2 separate regions of the Sus scrofa genome follow, and region 2 is linked to region 1. Evidence: chromatin contacts called from public HiChIP or PLAC-seq data. All regions are on one chromosome and are shown on one strand. The core of a region is the stretch at or near the end of the contact, and the rest is flanking DNA. Distances in the headings are between cores, read along the strand shown.

Region 1 (6,933 bases), core at 3,769-6,268:
AGCCATGACAGGAACTCCCAAACATTAATTTTTCTTAAATGAACCCACTGACCTGTTCCAACTTCTTACATTGTTCGCCAGGATATTTACCATCCCCTGTCTGAAGCACCTGCCTCTAGATCACTCCATTTGTTCAGAGCTTCCTCTGGAAAGACATTTTTCACTTTTTTTCCTGCATAAGAGACTTGGCTTTAAATACCAGTTCTGGTTTCCACCTTTATGGCCACCAGGAGTTTGGGAAATTTGGGATTCCATCAAATGTATGTTCAATGGCAATTCCTGCTCAATGACAATGCAAAGACTAATTTCCTGGATACACTTCAGTTGACTGTTTGCTGAAGCTCTTTCATAAAATTCAAATTCAGGGTTTATTTGAGTCTCGTTGATGTGTTGCTTTGAACCTCTTCTTTGGTTCGAGGAAGAGGATGATAAAATCTCAGTCCTGACTTTCCATGCTTACCAGGACCCTATGTATAAGGAAATAGGACAGTGATAGTAGAGTCACATGCAAAGGCCTTCACAGAGGAAGGGGATCCTTGAGGAGGTCTGAACATTATGTATATAGGTAATAACAGGTACTGTGGTTGAATTTATAAATTTCTAAACTTCCAAACCTATACTTCTTACCAAACTGCTTCATCTCCAGCTCCTATGCTCTGTTTTGTGTTTTTTGTCCCAACTAAGCATGGGATTCCCTTCTCTTCAAACCTTCCCTCAAGTGCTTTTCCCCACTCTCTGCCAAGCACATCCTTCAAGCCACCACTCAGGATATTCCTCATCCTTAAACTTGACATGACACATCCTTGCCACCCTCCCTGTCCTCACTGTACTCAACCTGTCTCTCCCCGGTGCCTGTCTGTAGCTGTGTCCAACTGTCCATCCCCTCACACCCTTACTGATGGCTGTTCCGATTCATCATGAAATGATACAACTCACAAAAGAGGTGTCAGGGTCTTCTACATCCTCAGGAACTCCCTGTTACATATTGTGTAACTCCTTGCCCAGAATAGATCATCTGTAAATGAGGCCGCTGCAGGTTTAAGATGCAAATTTTCCCTTCATCAGGCTCAATTTTCTAGGCAATTTACATTTGAGACTGTGAAGCAGTGGGTGTGTAACTGGTTCCAAACTTCTCTGGGTGGTGACGCAATTATGGGGAGGCCATCTGTGTTTCCTCCATCTGCTAAGGCTTTTCTGCGCCTAAGCAAGGGCAATAAACCAACTCTAGCCTCACCTCTCTGAGCATCCTTCTCTGACTGGACCACTCCTCTTTGGGAGTCCACTGACTCTGAGTCTCGAGGGCTGTAGGTATATGGCTGGACCACAGTGCCATGCACCTGCCAGTGAAGAATCATGGGACCTCTGAGTTTCAGTTCCCTTATTCCCCAAATGGGAGGATTATATATTCCTCCTGACTTTGATGTGGGGATTAGGTGAGAAAATGTCCTATGAAATCTTTTGCATATTGCAGGTGCTCAGCATTATTAATTCTCTGTCCCTCCCGATCAAAATCTCCTGCTGTGATAGTCATTGTTCATTTGCATGAAGTCTCATTTCACCTCCATTGTGAGCCCCTCCAGGACCAAAGTCACACCTTATTTGTCTTTACGTAAGAGAGAGGAGCGTGGTAGAAAGGAAGAAAAGTTGTCTGGGTCGTAGACCTGCCATTTCTTTGTCCTTGTTCCTTTGTCAGCAAAGTTAGAGGATTGCTAAGGTCTATGTGTCTGACCTAAATTCCCTAAAGAATTTAGTGAATGGGCGCCCAGGAAGTGTGATACTCAGAATTTTTTAGTAGGTGAATAGGAGACTGCTCCATGTCTCAATGGCATTGTGGTCACAGGGGACGTTCCTTCCTGTTGGGCTCATTCAAGCCCGACAGACTAGAGAGCTTGATCATGTTGCAGTTTCTCAAGTCCCCAAATGGAAGGCGTCCCTTACAACTGAAGCCCCACCCCAGGCCAAATTCTAGGAATCAATCAAGCAAGTCGTATGAATACACGCATTACCCTACACCCCATCTATTCAACTGCCCAGCAAAAATGACGTGAGGATGCTGGTGGGAATGAAAGACTGAGAGACAGGGGTCTATATTCCAGCTCTGCAATTCCCCTTCCATTTTACTCTCAAAGCTGATGCTGGGAGCAAAAGTACGCAACTGGTGAGCAAATGTTTGGTACCTTCCCTACCTACTGACAGTAGAACAAATGTTAGTATTGATGCGGAGAATTGCTTTGAGATTATCAGGTAAAAAATGCTAGATGGGTCAGACTATAAAACTGCCCATTCTGTATCTGCTTCTTTAAAAAAAGATAAAGGTTATTCTCTGTATCATACCATTTATTTAAAGTTGTACACAACCTGACAGATTTGCTCTACAACCAATGTGGATGCCTTGGAGCCTATATTAAACAAAGCTAGGATTAAGGTCCTTGTTTTTGTCCTGTTCATGGTACCATCACAAGAATATCAACCACATTTATTTCGAATGAGCTCATTTGGATCTTTCTTTAAGAATGCTGAGACACAGGATCATTCCAATGAAATGCCCTTTCTGCCTCCAAGACCAGCAATCTTGGATAATGCAAGTTTTGATAATTAATTGTGATTGGCCAAAGGTCGGGCTAGTGGGAGAAAGGCATTGGAAAACAGTCATTGAAGGGAAATGAATTGTCCAGCTCAGATGATGTTAACCTACTTGTGATCCTGACCTGCATTTTAGTACCATCCTCGTTTGGAAATCTGGACTGGAAAGCAGTATGAGAAAGAGATATAACTGGTTCTAAGATGTGAGCTCGTGGCGATTTTCAATTTTCACAAATTGTTCTGTTTAAGGATTTGCAGAGGGACTTGGAAATCGATGTTATCGAGACTGCCAACTCAGATGCACCTAGGCATCACTAATATATGAAATAACCTCAAATTTCTTTGAAATTTCTATGTATAATAACTCTGATCCCCTCTTCTCACTGAGAAGAGAAGTCTATCCTTTCTTTTCTGGCCATTGCTCATGAGAAGACTGAGAACCCAGGTCCACATAGGATAACACAGTTACTCACGGAAAAAGATGACAGCTCTCGCTGTGTCCCTACTGAAAGCATTAATCCATCAGTCTAGTACAAGCACAGAGGCTGTTGCCACCAGCCATCTGGGACTGGGCAGGGGGGGGGTTGGCTGGGCAGAGTGCACCTCCCTGGAGTATCATGTTCCACAGGGCCAGGGCAAGAAGGATTTCAGCAAGGCAAGTCTTTGTGCTCAGTCTGCTTTCTCACATACCCAGCTATATTCCATGGGGCACAGCCATGGCATGAAGATGACTGAGTCAGGAAAGGACAATATCAGTGCCAGACCAGCTCTCCTCTTGGACAGTCTTAACCCTATTCTCGAACTAAAGGCACTCAATGGACCTGATGGTGAGTTCCCCCTTAAGTCCCACCCCAGTGACTTTTCCTGCTAAATTCATTCAATTAAAAACATTTCAGTATTTCACAGATGTTCTAACTAGGAGTACCTAAAATAAGGACTTTGAGTCTTGTTTCTTTTCAACTGCCAAAGAATCTCCCAAATCACATTATAAATACAGGATTTGACCTTGAAGGAGTGTCCATTAGTGTATTGAATGCCCTTGCCAGTAGCGGTCAAAAACTGAGACTTTGTCAAGTCAGGAAACACCCTATTAGAACTCTTCCACAAGGACACTGGGTAAACACTAGCCTCACATCAACTGAGCCTCTCATATAGTGCAGCCCAGAACAAAGTTGTATGCCTCAAAGTGACCTGATAACTAGAATCAGAAGTAGCAATATTTAAATGACCTTTATCAAACAGTAATAAAAAAACAGTAATTTTCAGTCTTACATCATTGGGCCATAAAGACAGAGTAATAGTTGGTGAGAACCGACTACAGGCTGAGCTCTTCCACACGTGTCATCCTTATTAATACTCGTTGAAAAGGAAAGGGTACAGGGAAGAGCAGAGTCCCCAGATATGCAGATACTAAGACAGTCCTAACACATTTTGTCTCATTAGAAAGCTAAGGCTTGGAGAAGCTAAGGAACCTGTCCAGGTTCACACAGCCAGTACATAGCAGAGCTGGGATTCAGAATCAAGTCTTTGTAACTTCAGCATCTGTGTCTTAACCCCTACATCCTAGAGAACCTATGGCTTGTCAGTGAAATAAGTGGTTAACTCATCAAATTGGCATACATGTAGAAAACATAAGAATGGGGTCCATCTAAGACTCTATATCTTTTTCTCTTCATATCTCTATTTCATGCCAGGTGTGTCTTGGTGATTAATGCTTCTGAAGTTCTGAGTGTGTCCAGATGATCTGCTATCTACAGAACATAAATGGGAAATTTCAAGATGGTGTTCTTTAACAGGCTTACCACCAAATGCTGTCAGAAAACTAAAATTGTCCAGGCTATTTTGAGACCAAGTTTTATCCAGATTCTCCCCAAAGTAAACTGACGTTCATGAATCTCAGAGCTGTTCTTTGCCTCACATTTTAGTTGGAGTCATATGGCTAGAGTTTGTGCTCAAATTCATGTTCCTTGGTTGACGCTAACCCTTCTGAAAAGCATAGTGGAATTACATGGTCACAGGTGAAAGTGGGGGCCTGCACTCACAAGTTCAAAATAAAGGCAAGGCAAGTTTGACTCGAATATGAACACAGTACCAGGAATAAAATTAGAAATTGCCCATTTTATGTTTATACGCCTCATAGGCTGACAGTGGATATAGCTTGTTTACTTTTAAGTATAAATTACCAAGTTTTCCCACCTTGAGATAGGAACCTGACTGTGAGACAAAATCTTCTCTTCTTCTCTCCTTTTGTAACAAGTAGAGGTGGCTTGGTGAAATGTGTGTTAGTTTTTATTCCAGGTGAGAAAGTAGAAGTAAGCCTGTAAATTTTGAGTAATGCATCCAAGATGCATCTGAGACTAGTCTGGACGGGACACTAATATAAATAGTAACAAGGACCATAAATGTCACCACTCCCTAAGCTGCCCCATTATTGGCACTTGACACTTGGCCCTGGGTCCTAGAGCCCTTATGGTCGCTGTGCAGCCTGGGAAGTGATGCAGGGTGACACACATGGAGAATCTTTTCTTGGAAATGGGTTTGGAGGACAGCCTATTGTAAACAATAAGCCCTTGTGTGTGTGAATGAAAATAAACTCAGACAGTGCATAGGGTTACGGTTATGTGTTGAAAGGCAAAAATCCACCACCTGTCACCTATCCACAGGCCCTGACCAGAGCATTTGCCTGAGTCTGGAATCCCATTCTAGGACCTTGGACTAAGTGATCAGACATTTCTTTACAAGAGTCCAGTGACTTAGAGATAGACTCCCATGGAATTTAAACTTGTTTAAAAAAACACATAATTTGGGAGTTCCCATTGTGGCTCAGTGGTAACAGACCTAACTAGTATCCATGAGGATGCAGGATCAATCCCTGTCCTCATTCAGTGCATTAAGGATCCAGTGTTGCTGTGATCTGTGTAGGTTGCGGACATGGCTCAGATCCCACATTGCTGTGGCTGTGATGTAGACCAGCAGCTGCAGCTCTGATTCAACCCCTAGCCTGGGAACTTCCATATGCCATACATGCAGCTGTAAAAAGCAAAAAACAAAACAAAACGAAACAAAACAAAAAACCAAAACAACAACAACCCCTGAAAAACATAATTTGGGCATGTATTTTAATAAAGAAAGCCATGTTGTATGAGGCAGTCACGTAATCTTTCATCTGTCAGCCTGTTACCGGTTACCCAAATGCCACAGTGGATAGGCTACACTGGGTCAGCTTTCATATATTTCCCTCCAGTCATTGTACATGATATTATCCAGTCACAGCATGTCTGTTGGCCCCAAGCTGTATGAGTGAGAAATATGACAAGCTCTCCAGCTTTATCCCTCCAGACAGATAAACATCATAATTTTCTATCATTGCTTTTGATTCTAAAGTTTCTGTTAAGCAAATAGCATTTATGGCCCAGAAAATTGTATATATGGGTCAGGATGTTATTTCTTTTCCTCCCTCATAATGTACATCTCAGTTGAAATGTTTCCTTCCTGCCTTCCTTTCTCACGTTGCACAGCTAGAGTTCTGGAGTTGACTGTATAATTTCAAGAGGATAATTTTCTATCAACGTAAAGCTCTTAGGAGGACTCAGGGAAAAGTATTTTGGCACTTACTTAGGAAGAATTACTATGCTGGTTGCAGTAACATTTTGGAAATAAGAAGTGTCTTTAGTCTCATGATTACATAAATTTCTACTTGGCAAACAAGGATTGTTCTGGCATTGTGGTCCTAGTATTTAAGACACCATCTTTTTTTTTAACCTAAATTCCTTTTCTGTGAATCTGCATTGTCAGTAAGGACATAACCCAGGGGGTACTGGCTGTAATTTTATTGCTCAAGCTGACGGACAATGCAAGGGTCCAGGGGACTCAAATGTTTTAAGTTATTTTATGTGGTACAGAGGACTGGAAAGAGGGCGGTGTCCCAGCTTTTCATCCAGTTGGCTGGTATACAGCTACTGAAGAGAGCTCTAGGGCACACAGGGGAAGCATGGCTCCTGCATTTTCATAATAGGCTTTCAGAAATAGGAACCTTTCTGGTAGCAAATGAGTCCCAATGGCAGCTTAACACTCCAAAATGAGTTAGAACTTTTACCCTAAGTGTAGGTTCCCAGGGTATGCTCTGTGGGCCCCTGGAAAACTACAGCTTTGCAAAGGGTGAGAAATTCACAATTGGGGAGAAAATTACCTGGATGACATGTCTCAAACAATTGTGTCCTAGGTCATCTAATGTAGTGGTTAAGGATCTGGACCCTGACAGGTTCAAGTCCTGGATATGGCTCTCCCTGGATGTATGGTCCTAAACACGTGATTTCAGCTCTGAGTCCTTCAGTTTCTTCATTTCTGCAA
Region 2 (6,526 bases), core at 1,885-4,384, 230 kb before region 1:
CAGTTGTAGGGATTTCTTAGACACCCTGTTGCAGAATTGTGAAATTTATCACTAAGACTTCCAATGGGCTTCTTTTAGTAATCATTTTGTTAAGACTTCAAAGCTGATTGTTATATATTAGCGGGCATCCGTTCTGTGCAAGGCGCCATACTTAACACCAAAAGGCAATGCAAAGATGGAGAAGAAAGGGTTTCTTGCCTTCAACACATTTACAATCCTTGCTGGGAAGCTGGGGCACCAAATAGATGAAATTAAACAATGAAGTAAGTGTTTTGTGGGAACACAAAACTGCAATCCCCCAGAGATGTAACAAGGCAGCTGGTGATTACTAATTAGGTTTATTCAATATAATTAACTTTTTTTGATGAAAAATAAGTGAGTCCATTGTTGCTTTACATAACCTTAATATTCATCACCACCCAAAGATAGATGTAGATTTTGTTTCTGATGATGAATACCTAGCATGGTTTATTTTGCGGCTCTGACAGAGAAACTCAGATGTTGTTGTTATTTTATTTACCAAAATTCACAGTTTCTGGAACTTGACTGGATATTTTTACGGCCCAGGAAAACTTCTGAGCCACTGAGTACACACTGTTACCTATTTGAAGAAGTCAGAGAAGTAGCAAGTGGTGGCAAAAAAAAAAAAAAAAAAAAGATTCTGGAGTCAAACTATGTTCATGTCTAAGACTTATCTTGACTATGTGTGAGCTGTATGACTATGGGCAATTTACTTAATTGCTGATGTTCTGATTAATCACTGATAAAGCAGAGAAAATAATATCTTTCTTGCAGAGGTATTGAGGGGGATATGTGATTTTTGCACATAAGGCCTACTGGCACAATATGTGAAACTGGTAGGCACCCCATGATGACAGCTTTTAGACTGATGAAACTATGCATGTCTGAATTGCCTCTTCAGGTCATTTGAATCTTCATATGGGATGACCAGGAATTGTGACATGTCTGAGGCCCAAAGTAAGTTATGCAGGGCACTCTCTTGACTAGAGTGTATGTAGTTTTTTCTTTTCTCTTTTTTTCTGGCTGCACACACAGCATATGGAAGTTCCTGGGCCAGGGGTCACATCTGAGCCACAGCTGTGACCTATGCCGCAGCAGTGACAATGCCAGGTGCTTAACCCCCTGTGCCACAATGGGAACTCCAAGTTATGCAGTTTTGAATGCCAAGTGTATAACAGTAATAATTTAAGAAAACATTTTTTCTTTCCATGGCTGCACCTGCACCATATGGAAGTTCCCAGGCTAGGTGTCGAATCAGAGCTGTAGCTGATGGCCTACTCCACAGCCACAGCAACAGGGGATCTGAGTTCTGTCTGTGACCTACACCATAGCTCATAGCATCGCCGGCTCCTTAACCCACTGAGTGAGGCCAGGGATCAAACTTGCAATCTCATGGATACTAGTCAATTCATTTTTGCTGAGCTATGATGGGAACTCTTTAAATGATATCATTTAAAGTGTGAAAAAAATCTTACTGCAGGAATGTGAATTTGCAATTGAAACCCTCAGTCCTCAAACTTTGGTTCTATAAGCAGCAGTCTAGAAATGTAATTAAGTCTTTAAGGTGAGTAGCTAGGAAGATCGCACTTCGAACCTAAATTCTCACACTTGTAAATGGTATAGTTTTGGTCAAATTGCTTGTGCTCTCTAAGCCTCTGTTTCTTCCTGTATGAAAAAGGGCCCTTCATATGGTTCTTATAGGGATTAAGTAAGTTAGTAATGAGTTATTGAGTACATGTACAATAAACATGAGCTGTTATTATTATGTTAATATTAAAACACACAGCTGTTTAAACAGTAGCTTGCTAACAAGGAAGAAATACATCTTTTTGCAGGCAAACTCTGTGTAAGAGTTCACTGACCTGCAGTGGTTTACACAAAGGGTAGCAAATGCCGTGGATGTGATGTGGTATTCTTTTTTTTTTTTTTTTTTTTTTTTGTCTTTTTGCTATTTCTTTGGGCCGCTCCAGCGGCATATGGAGGTTCCCAGGCTAGGGGTCGAATTGGAGCTGTAGCCACTAGCCTACGCCAGAGCCACAGCAACGCGGGATCCGAGCTGCGTCTGCAACCTACACCACAGCTCATGGCAACGCCGGATCGTTAACCCACTGAGCAAGGGCAGGGACCGAACCCGCAACCTCATGGTTCCTAGTCGGATTCGTTAACCACTGTGCCACGACGGGAACTCCTGATGTGGTATTCTTTTATAATTACTGCAATGGCTTATGTGAAGACCATCTATATGCTAGTACAATAGTGACAAATTAGCTTACAACAAAGCATCATTAATATATATATAATTATATACATATAATTATATATTATAATAACGTAGTATAGAATACATAATATGTTGATAGCATAAATATATATCAGTATGTATAATATATATGTATATCATTGTCATCTCATTGCTTAAAAGACTGTTCACTCTGGGGTTAAGACTCTTTCTTTGAGTCAGGGTGGGCTGTGGTTAATCATAGTGTTCTTTATTGATTCTTTTGCACCTTAGGTGGTTTTCTTTTCTAGGTACCTGTGTATGGGAGTTAGAGGAAGTAGGATATGGTTAGTGACTTATTTTTAGATCTCATATAACTCAGCTTTGCCTCTGTTATTACAATTCCAGACACCATAGCTTCCTTGGTTACCCTTGCTTTGCAAGCTCCTTTTACACTTTGTGGTAAACCAATTGATCATTGAGGCTGAAGAAAATGAAGCATGCAGAGAGAACGGCTGAGAACTATGTTTCCTTCACTGACCTTAAAGTGGAGGAGTGACTCAGACCTGGGTGAGTCTTAAAATAGGGATGTTCTTCCCCCTGAAGCTGTAGGGATTAGTGCTGTGGGCCTGGGAGTTCCTGAAATGAGTGCCTCCCAGGGCACTTCCCCAGGGCACCGCGTGGGCCCCTGCACCTTCCTGGAGGAGGGTGGGACCCTTGGTTCCCATGGACCCCCTTCCTGCCACCTGCCATATTTGAGCTCCCCAGATCCTGGGGGAGGCAGAGAGAAGAAAGTGGGGTTCCCAGGCAACAGAGCACCACAGAGAAGCCCAAGGCAGGTCCGCATAGCCACAGGGGAATTGGCTGTAGCAAGGGAAAACCTCCTCTCTGTAGTTGCAGGCATGATGCCCAGTCACCCGTCACAAGCCCATCCAATCCTTTCAGAGGCAGATTCTGCCTGGGATGTTCTGTTACTTTCTCAAGAATATTGTTTGTAATTAAGAGCCTAAAATCATAAGTAAATTTTCCTCTCGTTTTCTCCTTACAGAGTGGAAAATCTTACAAAGTTCTTCTTCTTCTTCTTTTTTTTTTTTGTAAAAATATTTATGGACGTTTTGGGGCTATTTCTAAACCAGGTTGATATTAAAGACAATCCTTTCTGGGAGTGCTGACCAGTGGCCTATTCAAGTTTGAAGGAAGATAATCTGAAAAATGTACACTTTATAGGGAGAAGAAACCTGGAAAGCAGTAATGCCAAAGGGGAGCTGGGGTGATAGTGATCAGTTCCCGAACAGCCAGACAGCAATGAGAGAAGGCAGCACGAAAGGCCAGACCTATTCTGGGACGCATACCCTGAGTCACGGAGTAACAGAGGCCAGAGGTGACAGCTGGTCTCTTGGCTCCTCAGAGAGCAAGCATCTGGAATATCACTTTGATTTTATGAAGCTTAGTTTAGGGGCATAGAACCTTTGGGAATTGGAGAAGGGCAAGGAGAAGAAATCGTTGGAGGTATGGAGGACTCAGGGAATCTGATCAGAGGAAAGATTAAAGGAGCAAAGAATGGGTAGATAATGGGGGAATGGTAATAATCTACTAATTCCTGATGCCTCAGAAGGCAAGGATTGTTATAATAGGAGATGGTATAATTAGAAGACAAGATGGGAATTGAAAGGCTGAATAGCATAAGAAAATGCTCTGGCCAACTGTATTAGTTTACACAATAGGACCACCATTTCCCAAGAAAATTCAGTGTGTGTGTGTGTGTGTGTGTGTGTGTGTGCGCGTGCGTGTAAGGTCCCCATTGTTGAGATATTTGAAAGTAGATTTTCAGTACAATGGTACCATATAGGTCTCTGGATCGTAGACCATTGAAGCACAGTGATCCAATCTATAAAGCCTCAAGAATAGAGCCATACATGTATATTTTGTAGTTTCATTGCTTGGTCAAAGTGAATTAGACCTGTGGTCACCTGACCTCTAAACTTGGCAATAGGTGTCTGAATGTAGCTTCTAGAACTCAGAGCCTTAGTGAATGAACCTCAAAATGCTCCTCTAAAATGTAGGCTTTTTTCAGAAGATTTTGACTTGATACTTACAATTTCTTCTGTGATGAGAAAAGGAATTCAACCAAGGCCAAGATGTAGAGCTCTTAATCTCTCATGGAGGAAGCATGGTCCATCCATGGAGGATGCAGGGAGTACCAGAGAGTGAAGTAGAGGCAAGGACCCCGTTCTGGCAAAGAACCTATCAATAACTTTGACATATGAATTCTAGAGGATGCCATGACATGGGTGGTTTCTGTTACAGGACTGGAGATCTGGTTAATGTGGAAAAGTGTTTGAAAATCCATGGAAGGTGACACATTGCCTATACAAGCAGGGATTTTGATTTGGACTAAAATAAGCTGCCTTTTGTTAATTCCAATTTCAGAAACAGAAGTTTGCTGCTAGGTTTGGAGGACAGCTGGGAAAAGCCTCTGGACTTGGATCCATCCATACAAGCCTTCTCAGACATCAGGGGCCTATAAGGGGCCAGCCATTTTCGCTGTCTATTTTTATTTATAAATAAGTCCTACCTCCCAGGTGCTGGAAAGCTAATCCAGGCTGACAGATTTCCTTACTTGACTGCCTAAGGCTTTCAATGGCCTATGTCACTGCTATTAATAGTAAACTCTATATTCTTAAAGAACTTTCCTGTCTGCTCTGCCAGTCCTGGGACAGACCTTGGTGAGAAAGATCAAGTTGGGGTTAGACTGGAGGAAGACAGAAGCAATTAAGTAGAGGGACAGGGAGGCACCAAAAGAAGAAAAGCCAGGAATTTCTTGAGGGAAATTAACCTTAAGATGACTTTGAAACTTTCCTTGATACATTCTTCTAGCAATTGGTTTTAAAGTCTACATAATACAAGAATTAAGGACCTCAACAGGACCCATGGGTAGATGGAAAGTGATTCTGATTACCAGATTAGTTGGCCTCTACGAGAAGGGGACTCAAGAGCTGATCTTGTTGAGTGAGCTTTTTCGGCTCTCTTTTTCTTAAGCAATATTTTGCTTAAAACAGAGCAATATGTACCTTTTTGCTAGTCTCTTCCTTTAGTTTTCAAAGAGCATTGCATATTTGGGGAGAAATTCCAGTCAGTTTTGGTATTTTTGTGTTTTGCTTATTTATCCTACTGTGGCCCAAGGTCTCAAGCAGATATTGTACAGTGCCTCCAAACCCTTTAGAAGCAAAACCTTTATTAATGGAATTCTGGGAAATAGAATTTATGCTTAACTCCTAGTTAAACATAAAACCCCCTTTGCTTTAATCCTTGATGTTGCAATCCTTTTTAAAATGTTTCCGTTTGCTTTTTTGTCTATGCACAGTACATGGACACGATCTAGTCTTGCTTTGATGATTCAGCATCTTGCAGGCCTTCAGTTCTAACAATGTTTTATGCTTAGAGGAGAGGGTACAGAAGATTGGAATGAGTCTAAGCCTTGTCTGAAAAGGCTCTTTTATCTAATCGTGTTTGAATCCTGAGGCTGACTGGCATTCAGTTCTGAAATCCTGCGGGTCTCCAGCCTCAAATGCTGCTACTCCTGTAGCAGGGCCAGAATGAATTGTTTGCTTCCACCTGACCTCCTCTTAGGAAAATTATGAACTCCTGATAATAAAAGACCAGCAGGGGAGCTGTGTCTATAAGCAAGACAAAACCCCTAGAGGACTATTCCCCGGGGGCATGGCTGGGTGCTGCCTCCCTAGGAGGCCTGAGACCATGTGCTCCTGAGTTTCTGTCTTGACAAGCAAGAGACCTGGGTGGGCCATGAGGTACATAGAGGATCCTAGCTCTTTTCCAACACAAAGGGCTGAGGAAGTGTAAATGTGTTCATTTACATGGAGTAGTGGAGTTACACCATGGTCTGTCTTGGTGCGCCCTGTGAGGTCAAGGATAAGTGCCAGGTTGGAGGACATAAATAGCCCATCCAAAGACAATTTTTAAAATCTCTTCTCTCTCGTCCTTTCCATTCTAGTCGCCAGAGTGATGACAATGTGGGACACATGAGAAGGACAAGAACACAATAGTAGGTCAGGATTCCTATTTGCCTCCACTTCTTTGGCTTATTGTAACAACAAAGAGAGAACTCACTGCATCAGAACTGCTGCACAACCCTCTTTCAGCCACAGGATTTACAACATTTATGAAGTAAATGGCAAAATCAATTAGAGCTGGGTCAAGGACAACGGGAGTTAGCCAAGGGAGCCCCGTGGTTCCTTGCTTGTCATGAATGATGTATAGAATGAGGTA

The links. HiChIP or PLAC-seq counts read pairs in DNA pulled down with a chosen protein or histone mark.
Region 2: a contact with region 1 is called in an H3K27ac HiChIP or PLAC-seq map of skeletal muscle. The contact joins two enhancer-like sites. A contact is called at or near these places in 1 of 47 Hi-C or Micro-C datasets (brain) and 1 of 2 datasets of contacts at active chromatin or transcription factors (skeletal muscle).

Annotation. Positions count from the first base shown.
Region 1 is chr16:46,711,741-46,718,673 of Sscrofa11.1, reverse strand. The region is part of intron 2 of LOC102159645 (a long non-coding RNA gene); the gene reads left to right. Among named protein-coding and RNA genes, the nearest start is that of PIK3R1, 280 kb to the right of the region's middle. Within about 2 kb of position 5,018, at least 1 of the 83 cell types and tissues checked has an H3K27ac peak or open chromatin away from gene starts, as enhancers often do. A contact at or near this core is called in skeletal muscle, where this site is marked.
Region 2 is chr16:46,944,244-46,950,769 of Sscrofa11.1, reverse strand. No RefSeq gene overlaps it. Among named protein-coding and RNA genes, the nearest start is that of SLC30A5, 340 kb to the left of the region's middle. Within about 2 kb of position 3,134, at least 8 of the 83 cell types and tissues checked have an H3K27ac peak or open chromatin away from gene starts, as enhancers often do. A contact at or near this core is called in skeletal muscle, where this site is marked.